Regions from separate parts of the Sus scrofa genome. Here region 2 is linked to region 1. The links are chromatin contacts, called in public Hi-C maps. All regions are on one chromosome and are shown on one strand. The core of a region is the stretch at or near the end of the contact, and the rest is flanking DNA. Distances in the headings are between cores, read along the strand shown.

The links. Hi-C and Micro-C count contacts between places; a contact is called where the count stands out from the background.
Region 2: a Hi-C map of embryonic fibroblasts shows a contact between it and region 1, with 1.9 times the contacts expected there. The contact joins the promoter of ZNF768 here to the promoter of ZNF689 in region 1. A contact is called at or near these places in 2 of 5 promoter capture datasets (fetal liver and liver), 12 of 47 Hi-C or Micro-C datasets (blood, brain, embryonic fibroblasts and 6 more) and 2 of 2 datasets of contacts at active chromatin or transcription factors (alveolar macrophages and skeletal muscle).

The regions. Positions count from the first base shown.
Region 1 is chr3:17,763,865-17,769,505 of Sscrofa11.1, forward strand. It overlaps ZNF689 (zinc finger protein 689), which reads left to right and starts at 2,876. Exons shown (of 3, transcript XM_021086420.1): 1 at 2,876-3,440; 2 at 3,655-3,768. The coding sequence starts at 3,236. It overlaps LOC110259905 (a long non-coding RNA gene), which reads left to right. Exons shown (of 2, transcript XR_002342364.1): 2 at 2,245-2,491. LOC110259906 (a long non-coding RNA gene) reads right to left here. Exons shown (of 4, transcript XR_002342366.1): 4 at 1-3,058.
Region 2 is chr3:17,809,047-17,814,330 of Sscrofa11.1, forward strand. It overlaps ZNF768 (zinc finger protein 768), which reads left to right and starts at 2,288. Exons shown (of 2, transcript XM_005653012.3): 1 at 2,288-2,922; 2 at 3,209-5,284. The coding sequence starts at 2,835. The coding sequence ends at 4,806. It overlaps LOC102158302 (a long non-coding RNA gene), which reads right to left and starts at 1,939. Exons shown (of 2, transcript XR_002342367.1): 1 at 1,292-1,939; 2 at 806-990.

The sequences.
Region 1 (5,641 bases), core at 1,626-4,125:
AGATATCCAGTGAATCCATCCCGGAGACCATCTTTATGTCTGTGCGCCTTACGGAGTTCGGTTCTCCCAGAGGGCTCACCTGGTCCAGCACCAGCTGCTCCACACGGGGACAAGCCCTATGCACATCCAGATTGTGGCCGATGCTTCCGGCAGTTCACAGACACAGCTCGGATCCCATGTTGCTGAAGCTGTGGTGAGGCCAGCAGCTGTAGATCTGATTCAGCCCCTAGACTGGAAACCTCCATATGCCGCTGGTGCAGCCCTAAAAAGACCAAAAAAAAAAAAAACAAAAAACAAAAAAAAAACAACAAACCCAATTAGTATTCTGTCCAGCCTGCATTCCCACTTCCTGGATGTTGGAAGGGGGCCTAGCGCCCTGAGCGAGACCAAGCAATCGAATCTGCAACCTCATGATTCCTAGTTGGCTTTGTTTCTGCCACGCCACATCAGGAACTCCTCGGCTCAGGCTTTAATCATCTCCTTTCCTTTTCCACGTTAGCATCTTCTCCGTGTTCAGTTGGCAGCGCATCATTACCAATTGGGCAAAATGTCCACGAAGATTAGGTCCTTTCTAGCCTCCTCTATTTAGTCCATTTCTTCCTTCAAAATGAAATGGATTCACAGGAGTTCCCTTGTGGTACAGTGAGTTAAGGATCCAATGTTGTCACTGCAGTGGCTTGGGTTGCTGCTGTGGCACAGGTTCGATCCCTGGCCTAGGAACTTCCATATGCTGTGGGCACAACAAAAAAAACCCCAATAAGACAAAACAAACAAAAAAACCCCAAACAAACAAAAAGAAATTTTTGCTATTCATTTGCCTTTTTATTCCTTTTGCAGCCTAAGTTTACATTCTTATTTCTCCAAGCAGAAGTATGTGTGTGCAGAGAGAGTAGGCACAAAGCTATCAGTTCATCTTGCAGACTCCCGGCGCAGTCTTACTAAAACATCAATGAAAGGTCATTTGTTTCTCTAGACTGATCTAGAGCTCCCCGATGTACAGGATGAAGCCCTGCACCAACCTCCCCTTCCAGTCCTCCAGTGTTACCCTAAGTGTATCCTGTACTACATTAGAACTTTCCTGAAGTTCTGCCTTGTGCCCGAGATTTCACAGCCATGGAATTCAGGTGTTTAGTCAACAAATGTATATCGAACAGCACTGCTCTCCTTACATCCTACCTGTTCATAGACCAAAGTCATTGGTCCCACTGAGTTAGCGATCTGGAAAGCTATTAGGAGGAGGGACTCTGCCTTTTGGGGGACAATCATGGAATTCCACGTGCTTCCCCAGTAATTTGTTCAGGTAACAGTCACCATCCTTGGACAGAGTAGAACTCAATGAAGGCTTACTGCAGGTTGCTTTGGGTTTTGTTTTTTTCTTTTTACAGCTGCAGGTGCGGCATATGGAGATTCCCAGGCTAGGGGTCGAATTGGAGCTACAGCTGCAGGCCTACACCACAGCCCCAGTAACATGGGATCGAGTACATCTGTGACCTACAATGCAGCTCATGGCAACGCCAGATCCTTAAGCCACTGACCAAGGCCAGGGATCGAACCCAAGTCCTCATGGATACTAGTCAGGTTCATCACTGCTGAGCCACGAGAACGCTTCTTTTTTTTTTTTTAAACAGACAAAACTGCGTTATATGGAAGTTTCCAGGTTGGCAGTTGAATCCAAGCTGCATCTGAGACCTATGCCGCACACAGGATTCACTGCATCTGACTGGGGATTGAACCCATACCTGGGCAGCAACTTGAGCAGCTGCAGTGTGATGATTCTTTTTTTTTTGGTCTTTTTTTTTCCCATTTCTTGGGCCGCTCCTGCGGCATATGGAGGTTCCAGGCTAGGGGTCCAATCCAGCAACAGCAACGCGGGGATCCGAGCCGTGTCTGCAACCTACACCACAGCTCATGGAAATGCCGGATCCCTAACCCACTGAGCAAGGCCAGGGATCGAACTCACAACCTCAGGGTTCCCAGTCAGATTCGTTAACCACTGAGCCATGATGGGAACTCCTGCAGTGAGATTCTTAACCCACTGTGCCATAGCAGGAACTCCTATGAACATATTAATGTTATTATCTATATTACTTATATCTTGTGTATTGTGTTTTATAAGATTAATGCCTCTTGCATTAGCCAATGTATAACCAGGCCTCAACAAAATCGATGGCTAAATGTCGCGTGGCTGTGTGTGTGTGTGTGTGTGTGAAGTTTTATAAAGAATAAAACTTCTATTTTTTTCAGGAAAAACTGCTATATATCCTGGCTCCTGCCTCTCTGGAGCAGTTCCTCGGAGCTATCTGGGAGGTTGCAGTGCTCAGCAAAGTCCCCAACGTGCAATTTTTAGGTCCTGCGTTTTTTTTCAATGGACAAAATCTTTGCTCGCTTTCCTTACTAGCAGGACCCCTCTGAGATTTTCTTAGTTAGTAGAACTAGGTTGATAATCATCCCTTCACACAATGGTAACAAAAAATAAATAAGACGAAATGTGTGATGTGCTGGGCGTGGTACTTGAGCCCAATTCTCCTCCCTAAAAGGCCACAAGGTAGTTACACGCTATCTGCCTCGAAGGCTTCTCTGAGAAAGCCACTATAAGGCAAACCAGGGAAATCTCAGACCCGGGTTGGCCAGAGTGGCTCCGTCGCACAAATCCTTCCCTACCTCGGCTTATCGGGGGATCTTTACAGATCCCAAGTGGGGTCGCCCTTGGCGCCTCCAGACTCACGGCAGTCGCCTAACGCCGAGTCCAACTCCCTGCCCTTACGTTTCCGTTGGCTTCATTTAAACAGGCCGCTTTTGGCATCACCCAATCAGAATGCTCGATCTTCGGTCGCCGCCCAATGAGCTCGTGGAATGGGGGAAAAAGGGCGTGAAGCCCAATCGCAGCGCCATCACACTTGAGGGCAAAGAGGTTAGGAAGCCGGCATGGCGCTCCGGTCAATAAAATCGATAGCTGGAAGCTGCCTGTGTTTCAGGCAAAGGCGGTGCAGTAGCGGCGCCGCCATTTTCCCCGAAGGCATCTTCCGGTGCCTTTCACCCAAGTTCGGGCAGGAGTTTCCTGAATAACAGCGAAAGGTTTCCGTTAGCCCCGCAGGCGGCCGATTCCGGTTCCCTCCGGGCCTCCCTGGGCACGCTCCGCCCGGGTCCGGCGGGGGCTCCCAAACCTCGGGGCCAGCCAGCTCCCAGGGGCCGAGGCCGGGACGGGGACGGTCGTGGCGCCGGCTTCTCGGGCCCAATGGCGCGGCCTTCCGCTCCGCTCCCCGCGCGGGGAGCGGGAGAGGCCGGACCCGGCCGGAGAAGGGGAAGGAGGCCAAGGGCGGTGAAGTTCGCGGACGTGGCCGTGTACTTCTCCCCGGAGGAGTGGGGGTGTCTGCGGCCCGCGCAGAGGGCCCTGTACCGGGACGTGATGCGGGAGACCTACGGCCACCTGGGCTCGCTCGGTGAGGCCCGGCCCAGTCCGCTTCCGCGGGGCCGAAGGGATGGAGGAGATGGGGGGCGGGGGAAGGGCAGGGAGACCAGAGTGTCCGAGGTCCTGGCCTGCGACCAGGTTGTGTGAAGGGAGGAGGACGGGGGCTTGGCAGGAGATGCACCGGGTAGATGTATCTACCCAGCGTTGTGGACGATCTGGGCCTCTGACTGGTTCTCCTTCCCCAGGGTGCGCAGGTCCCAAACCATCCCTCATCTCCTGGTTGGAACGAAATACCGATGATTGGGAACCGGCTGCCCTGGATCCACAGGAGTGCCCAAGGGGGGTAACAGTCCAGAGAAGTGAGTGAAAGATGCCTCTGTGGAGGGTTTGCAGCCTCTAATGACTTGGTCCAGTGTTTTGGTGGCCAGGGGTACCGATGACCTATGCTGTAATGCTCCACTGACTGTGTTCATTTTCACAGCTTAGGGGTTCTTGTCTCATTGATGGTGAGTCCCTCCCTCCACCAACGATACACTTGTCAGTTTGTAAACTAACCACCTGCGGTTGTCTGTTGTGTGAGTGGATCCCTGAGCTTTTTTTTTTTTTTTTTTTTTAAAAAAAGAGCTACTGGAGTTCTCTGTTGTGGCTCAGCAAGTTAAGAACCCAACCAGTACCCCCCAAGGATTCCAGTTCGATCCCTGGCCTTGTTCAGTGGGGTTAAGGATCTGGTGTTGCTGCTAAGCCATGATGTATAGCTGGCAGATACAGTTGGGATCCGGTGTGGCTGTGGCCATGGCCTGCAGCTCCAATTGGACCCCTAGCCTGGGGACTTCCTTATGCTGCAGATGTGGCCATAAAAAAAGAGAAAGAGCTACTATCCTTCTGCCTACTTTTAGGACTCTGCCTTCTGCCTGCTTTGAACTAGGCTGTGACTAAGATACTACACCTCTTGAGTTTTCTGGGGTTGGGTTGAAGGGATCTTATGTAGCACGGGGTCTGGGGTGCAGGGCCTGTTTTTGCCCTTCTGGCAGGATGACCCTGATGAGTGCAGGAATCTGCAGCTCTCCTCAGGATCAGGCAAGGCCCTGATAAAGGCCGTGCAGGTAGAAGAGCCCCACATCCACCCACAGGGGCAGCTGCAACTGTCCGGAGCTTCTGTGCCAGATTGTCTAAGAGCGGGGCTGTCTTTCTAAGATTCAAATCTGACATGGTATTTCCTTGCTTAAAAACTTTTAAGTTTTCACCAAGTCAGGTTGTCAAATTGCTGTCGGTTATAACTAGGTCACTTGGGGAACTTTTTTTTTTTTTTGTCTTTTTACGGCTGCATCCGAGGCATATGGAGGTTCCCAGGCTAGGGGTCTAATCGGAGCTGTAGCTGCTGGCCTACACCACAGCCATAGAAACGCCAGATCCTTAACCCACTGAGCGAGGCCAGGGATCGGACCCACGTCCTCATGGATACTAGTTGGGTTCATTAGCGCTGCGCCACAACGGGAACTTTTTTTTGGCCACCCTGAGGCATATGGAGTTCCCTGGGCCAGGCATCAGGTCCCAACCTCAGCTGCGACCTAAACCCCAGCTGAGGCAGTGCCCGATCCTTAACCTGCTGTGCCCAGCAGGGGATCAAACCTGTGTTCCAGTGCTCCCGAGATGCTTCTGATTCCATTATGCCACAGTGGGAACTAATCCGTTTTCCTTTTGTCTGTGTCCACGGCCTACAGAAGTTCCCAGGCCAGGGATCAAACCTTAGCCACAGGAGTGACAATGCCAACGCTAGGACACCAGGGAAGTTTGGTGTGTGTTTTCGTTTTTGTTTTTTGTTTTTAAATAATCGCTTCAGTTAATTTGAGTGAACCCTTAGGTTTCTGGTTTGGTTCTCTGTGGCCTTAAGACACCAGAAGCAACAGCAGCATTTGGGAATATATTAGAAAAGGCAGATTCTTGGGGCACACCCTAGACGGGCTGAATCCAAAGCTGGAAGTGGAGCTCAGCAGTCTGTTTCATTACAGCCTCCAAACGATTTGGTTCCCAATAAAATTTGAGAAGCATTGGTTTAGGGGGCCTCATGACCTAGTTATTGCTAATTCCTACCTCATTAGTTTTCACTTCTTGCATTTGTTTTCACACCACAGCCACAGCAATGCTGGATCTGATACACATTTACAACCAGCAATGCTGGATCCTTAACCCACTGAGTAAGGCCAGGGATCAAACCTGCGTCCTCATGGACAC
Region 2 (5,284 bases), core at 1,038-3,537, 45 kb after region 1:
GAGCCTGTCACTGCTATGGGCACGTGGGAGGCACAAGCTGGCTGCCTCTTGAAGGCCCACTGCATAGAGAGGACCAGTCTTGGAGGAGGCTGCATGGAGGTTGGCCAGGTACTAGTGAGACTGACTTTTCCCATGGAAATGCTGGTGCCAGAGCAGATTGGAGCCCTGACCCAACTTCTGCTACAAGTGGAGCTTGTGGCCCATGCTATGAAGAGTACAGGCAGTGGACCACGTCAGGGCTGAGGCTGGAGGGCTTGCACACACTTTGCAGGGCATGGCTTGTGCTCCTGTGTGCATTTCCTGGCGGGTAAGCAGGTTGGAGGTCAGAGAGAAGTGCCTCATGACAAAGACTTATTTGGAAGTTTCTTTTGTGGCTCAGGGGTAATGACTTGTATCCATGAGGATGTGGGTTCGATCCCTGGCCTCGCTCAGTGGGTTAAGGATCTGGCGTTGCCATGAACAGTGGTGTAGGTTGCAGACACAGTTTGGATACTGTGTTGCTGGGGCTGTGGAGTAGGCCAGCAGCTGTAGCTCCGATTCGACCCCTAGCCAGGGAACTTCCATATGCTGCAGGTGTGGCCCTAAAAAGCCAAAGGAAAAAAAAGAAGCAGCAGCAAAGCAAAAGGCTTGTCTCTCATCTGTGCTTTGGGAATGACCAGGAGGTGATCAGGTCCAGCTTTGCCCATACTCAGGGTACCTGTAGGGTGTTCTGCCCATGTAGGCTCTCTAGCGCTGGGCTCTGTGGGTCATTCTCTGCAAAGACAGACATTGGGATGGGAGAAAGGCATGGAGCTATAAGCTGTTCTGGAGGGCAGAGAAGTACTCACTTTATTTGTAGGAAGACACCTGTCTGTGATTGTAAGCCTTTACTGAGATGGCTTCTCTCCAGCGTTTCACCACTTGGGATTCTCCAAATTCTTGTTCTCATCTCTTTTTAGAAGAATAGAAGACGCCATGTTTCCTCCTAACCAGTTTCTTCCCTTCCTTTGTCTGGGAAGGCAACGAGAAAACACACTCTATAGTTCTTGCATCATCCCCATAGGAAGAATCTGGCTCATTCATTGTCAGGAACACTGCCAACTAATTTCAGTAGCAAGGGTTGGATCCTCTTAAGTTCTCTTTCCAGGGTCATTTTTTTCCTTGATTCAAAACTGCACCTACGGCAGTGCTTCTCAGGTTCTCTTCCTCTACAAGCCTCTATGCAAGTCGGACAGGCCTGCAAAGTCTTAAAGGCTGTCTTAAAGGCCACATGATTCTCTCTTGGTCCACTTCCCTTCCTGAACTCTATTACCTTCACCTGAAGGGATTCCCAAAGATCCTTGCCTCTCTGTGAGAAAAGCCAGGAACCAGAGATTAAGACTCCAGATATGGCGTTAAACTCAGGGAAGGTGGAGGGGAGAGGCAGGGTAACAGAAAAGGAAGCAGCCTTCTCTCTTTGGCAGTATCCCTCCGATGGGCCCCATCAGCACCTGGAACCTGTGGGGAGAAGGAAGGTGCTAGGAAGCAGAGTGTGGGCAGAGGCCGGGGAGGAAGGGTGTCTGTCCTCAGATCCCTCGGCTTTCGGTCTTCGGAAAGATAAAACTTAATGAGGCGTAAACGGGGGCGGGAAAAGATCTGAAAGCACAGGCCGGTCTAGAAGGGAGACGCCAGGGACCTCCCTCCTACTCCTCCCGCAGGCATTTCTGGAGCACCGGGGAGGTGGAACCGGCCTGCGCACCCCGCAACCAATAAGAAAACTGCCTCGCGTTCCCTGGCGACCATTAACTCCTAGCAGTTGGTGTAGTGGGAGGGGGCGGGATGGTGAGAGCACGAGCTCCACCGGCCAATCGCGGAGCTCGCTGAGAGGTAGGGGCGGTGTCTCTGGAAACGGAGGCGGGGTTGTTTCCTTGGCAACGGTCCTAGCCCTCACCGAGGGGGGAAGGGTGGCGATTAGGAGGAGCAGAGAGAGTAGGGGGCCGGGAGGAGTCGGGGAGGGCGCGCATGGGGTGGGGGTGTACAGTTCGAGGAGGGGTTCCCAGACTCGGGAGACTCGATGAGCCTAAGTTGGGGGGCGTCTATCCAGTTTCCCGAGGCGCGGCCAGAGCTGACCCCAAGGCCGGGGAGGGGAGGGGAGCTAGACGCCGCCCCCGCTGGCGCCGGGAAGCGTCGCTCCTTCTCGCTGACCTTGGTCTCGCTAGTTGCCTCGCCCTTGGCCACAGGCACTGAGGGACGCAGGGCCCGGAATACGGACAGATAGGCCCTCAGGCGGACGGAGACCTAGCACATAGGCACACAAACTGCCCCAGCCTTTCCTGGCGCCTGCAGGGCGCCCCGTCCTCCCCTACCTCGACGCCCGGGCCATCCAGCCCAGGGTTAATGCCAACGAGTTTCCACCTCCAGCCGCTCCTAGAGAGGCCGCGGCGCTAGCCAGCGGGGGAAACTGGCCGCGGACGGACACTTCCTGTGCGGAGGGGAGGGGGTCGGCCAGCCGCAGCCCTGCCCGGGCTGGGGGGCCAGACGGCGGGGTCTCGGGCGGGGAGCGGTATCCCGGGGCGGCAAGGCGAGTCGCGAAGCCCCTCACCTCCGAGGCCACAACGCACGAGGGCCTGAGGAGACCCCAGGGCAAGCCGAGTCCTTGTGGGTGGGGGCGGGGCCGCGGGTAGGGGAGGGGCCCGGCCGGCCGGAGAGGCCCAGGGTCAAGACGTCCGGCCTCTGGGGCCGACGCTGGGCAGCCAGGTCCCCTGGGCGGCGCTGAGCGGGCGGGCGGCGAGGGCCTGGGTCTCAGGGCACTCAGACCCGGGTCGCAGGATCGTCCGCCATCGCCGCCGCCACCGCCGCACTGGGAGCCGGCGGGGATGGAACGGGAGGCGTCGCCATGGGGCCTCGAGCCCCAGGATGTGCAAAGTCGTGACGAAATGGGGAGCCCCGAAGGGTCCCTCAAAGGTGAGGGAGGGAGCGCCCCTCCGAGGAGCGTGCCTGGGAGCGGGAGAGGGGGCTGCAGGGAGGGGAAAAGAGCCGGGGGCTTGGACACCTGGGACCTGGAGGAGGCGGGGGGCGGGGACCTGGTGTCCTGGATTTGCTGAGGGGGTGGTGGGAATTTCAGCACTTGCTCGAGGGCCAGCGACCCTGCTTGAGGAGGAGAAAAAGGCTTGTGGCAACTAGTGGTGGGACCCAGAGACCTTCCATGCCCCACACAATCTGGGTTTTCTGTAATTTTCTGATCCTGCAGGCAACATGAGTGAGAATGAGGAAGAGGAAATTTCTCAGCAAGAAGGCACTGGGGACTATGAGGTCGAAGAGATACCCTTTGGGCTTGAACCCCAGAGCCCTGGGTTTGGGTCACAAAGCCCAGAGTTTGAACCCCAAAGCCCCAGGTTTGAGCCTGAAAGCCCAGGTTTTGAGTCCCGAAGCCCTGGGTTTGTGCCCCCAAGCCCTGAATTTGCGCCCAGAAGCCCTGAATCAGATTCTCAGAGCCCCGACTTTGAATCCCAAAGCCCTGGGTACGAACCCAAGAGCCCTGGGTATGAACCCAAGAGCCCTGGATATGAACCCCGGAGCCCTGGGTATGAACCCAAGAGCCCTGGGTATGAACCTGGGAGCCCTGGATATGAATCTCAAAGCTCCAGATATGAATCCCAGAGCCCGGGGTATGAACCCCAGAATCCAGAGTTCAAAACCCAAAGCCCTGAATTTGAAGCGCAGAGTTCCAAGTTCCAGGAAGGCGCAGACATGCTTCTGAATTCTGAGGAAAAGAATCCCTTGAGCATCCCCTTGGGAGTCCACCCCTTGGACTCCTTCACCCAGGGCTTTGAGGAGCAGCCCACCGGGGGCTTGCCGCTAGGGCCCCCTTTTGAGATGCCCACAGGGGCCCTGCTGGCTCCACCCCAGTTTGAGATGCTCCAGAATCCCCTGGGCCTGACGGGGACCCTTCGTGGTCCCGGCCGACGGGGTGGCCGGGCCAGGGGTGGGCAGGGCCCGCGGCCTAACATCTGCGGCATCTGCGGGAAGAGCTTCGGGCGGGGCTCCACCCTGATCCAGCACCAGCGCATCCACACGGGCGAGAAGCCCTATAAATGCGAGGTCTGCAGCAAGGCCTTCTCCCAGAGCTCTGACCTCATCAAACACCAGCGCACCCACACGGGCGAGCGGCCCTACAAGTGTCCCCGTTGCGGCAAGGCCTTCGCTGACAGCTCTTACCTGCTTCGCCACCAGCGCACCCACTCTGGTCAGAAGCCCTACAAGTGCCCGCACTGCGGCAAGGCCTTCGGCGACAGCTCCTACCTCCTGCGGCACCAGCGCACCCACAGCCACGAGCGGCCCTACAGCTGCCCCGAGTGTGGCAAGTGCTACAGTCAGAACTCATCCCTGCGTAGTCACCAGAGGGTGCACACCGGGCAGAGGCCCTTCAGCTGTGGCATCTGTGGCAAGAGCTTCTCCCAGCGCTCAGCACTTATCCCCCACGCCCGCAGCCATGCCCGCGAGAAGCCCTTCAAGTGCCCCGAGTGCGGCAAGCGCTTCGGCCAGAGCTCGGTGCTGGCCATCCACGCCCGCACCCACCTGCCGGGCCGCACCTACAGCTGCCCCGACTGCGGCAAGACCTTCAATCGCTCCTCCACGCTGATTCAGCACCAGCGCTCCCACACGGGCGAGCGGCCCTACCGGTGCGCCGTGTGCGGCAAGGGCTTCTGCCGCTCCTCCACGCTGCTGCAGCATCACCGGGTCCACAGCGGGGAGCGGCCGTACAAGTGCGATGACTGTGGAAAGGCCTTCTCTCAGAGCTCCGACCTCATCCGCCACCAGCGGACCCACGCGGCCGGCCGGCGCTGACCTGGGGCCCCGCGGGGCGTGGGGAGGTGGTGGGCGGAAGAGAAGGGCACGGGGAGCGAGAGAAACCTTGGGAGGAAGAGTGGGTGGAAACGCTGGAGGCGAAAGGAGTTGAGGATTCGAGGAGGAGAGGGGGCCAGGGTGGAGGAAGTGACATGCCCTGGAGACTTATGGGAAATGGGCTATGAAGAGGGGTTGGAGGGAGGCCAAGCTGGCAGCCAGAGGCTCCGGGAGGGATCCAGAAAGAGGTCAGCAGAGAGCTGGCCTCAGCAGCAGCATGCCCCTTGCTGGACGCCCGGCTTGGCACAGTGCTAGATGGGGGTGGGGGGAGGGGGGGAGGGGTACTTAATTAGAGTTGGTAGCTTAGATTGGTAGCTACTGAGACCCCCTCGGAGTCAGGAAGAGGTGAGGGTCGGTGGGGCGGGGGGTGGGACCCCAAAGCAGGGCCTGGCTTCTGAGTGCAGACCCCAGCCTCTCCCGT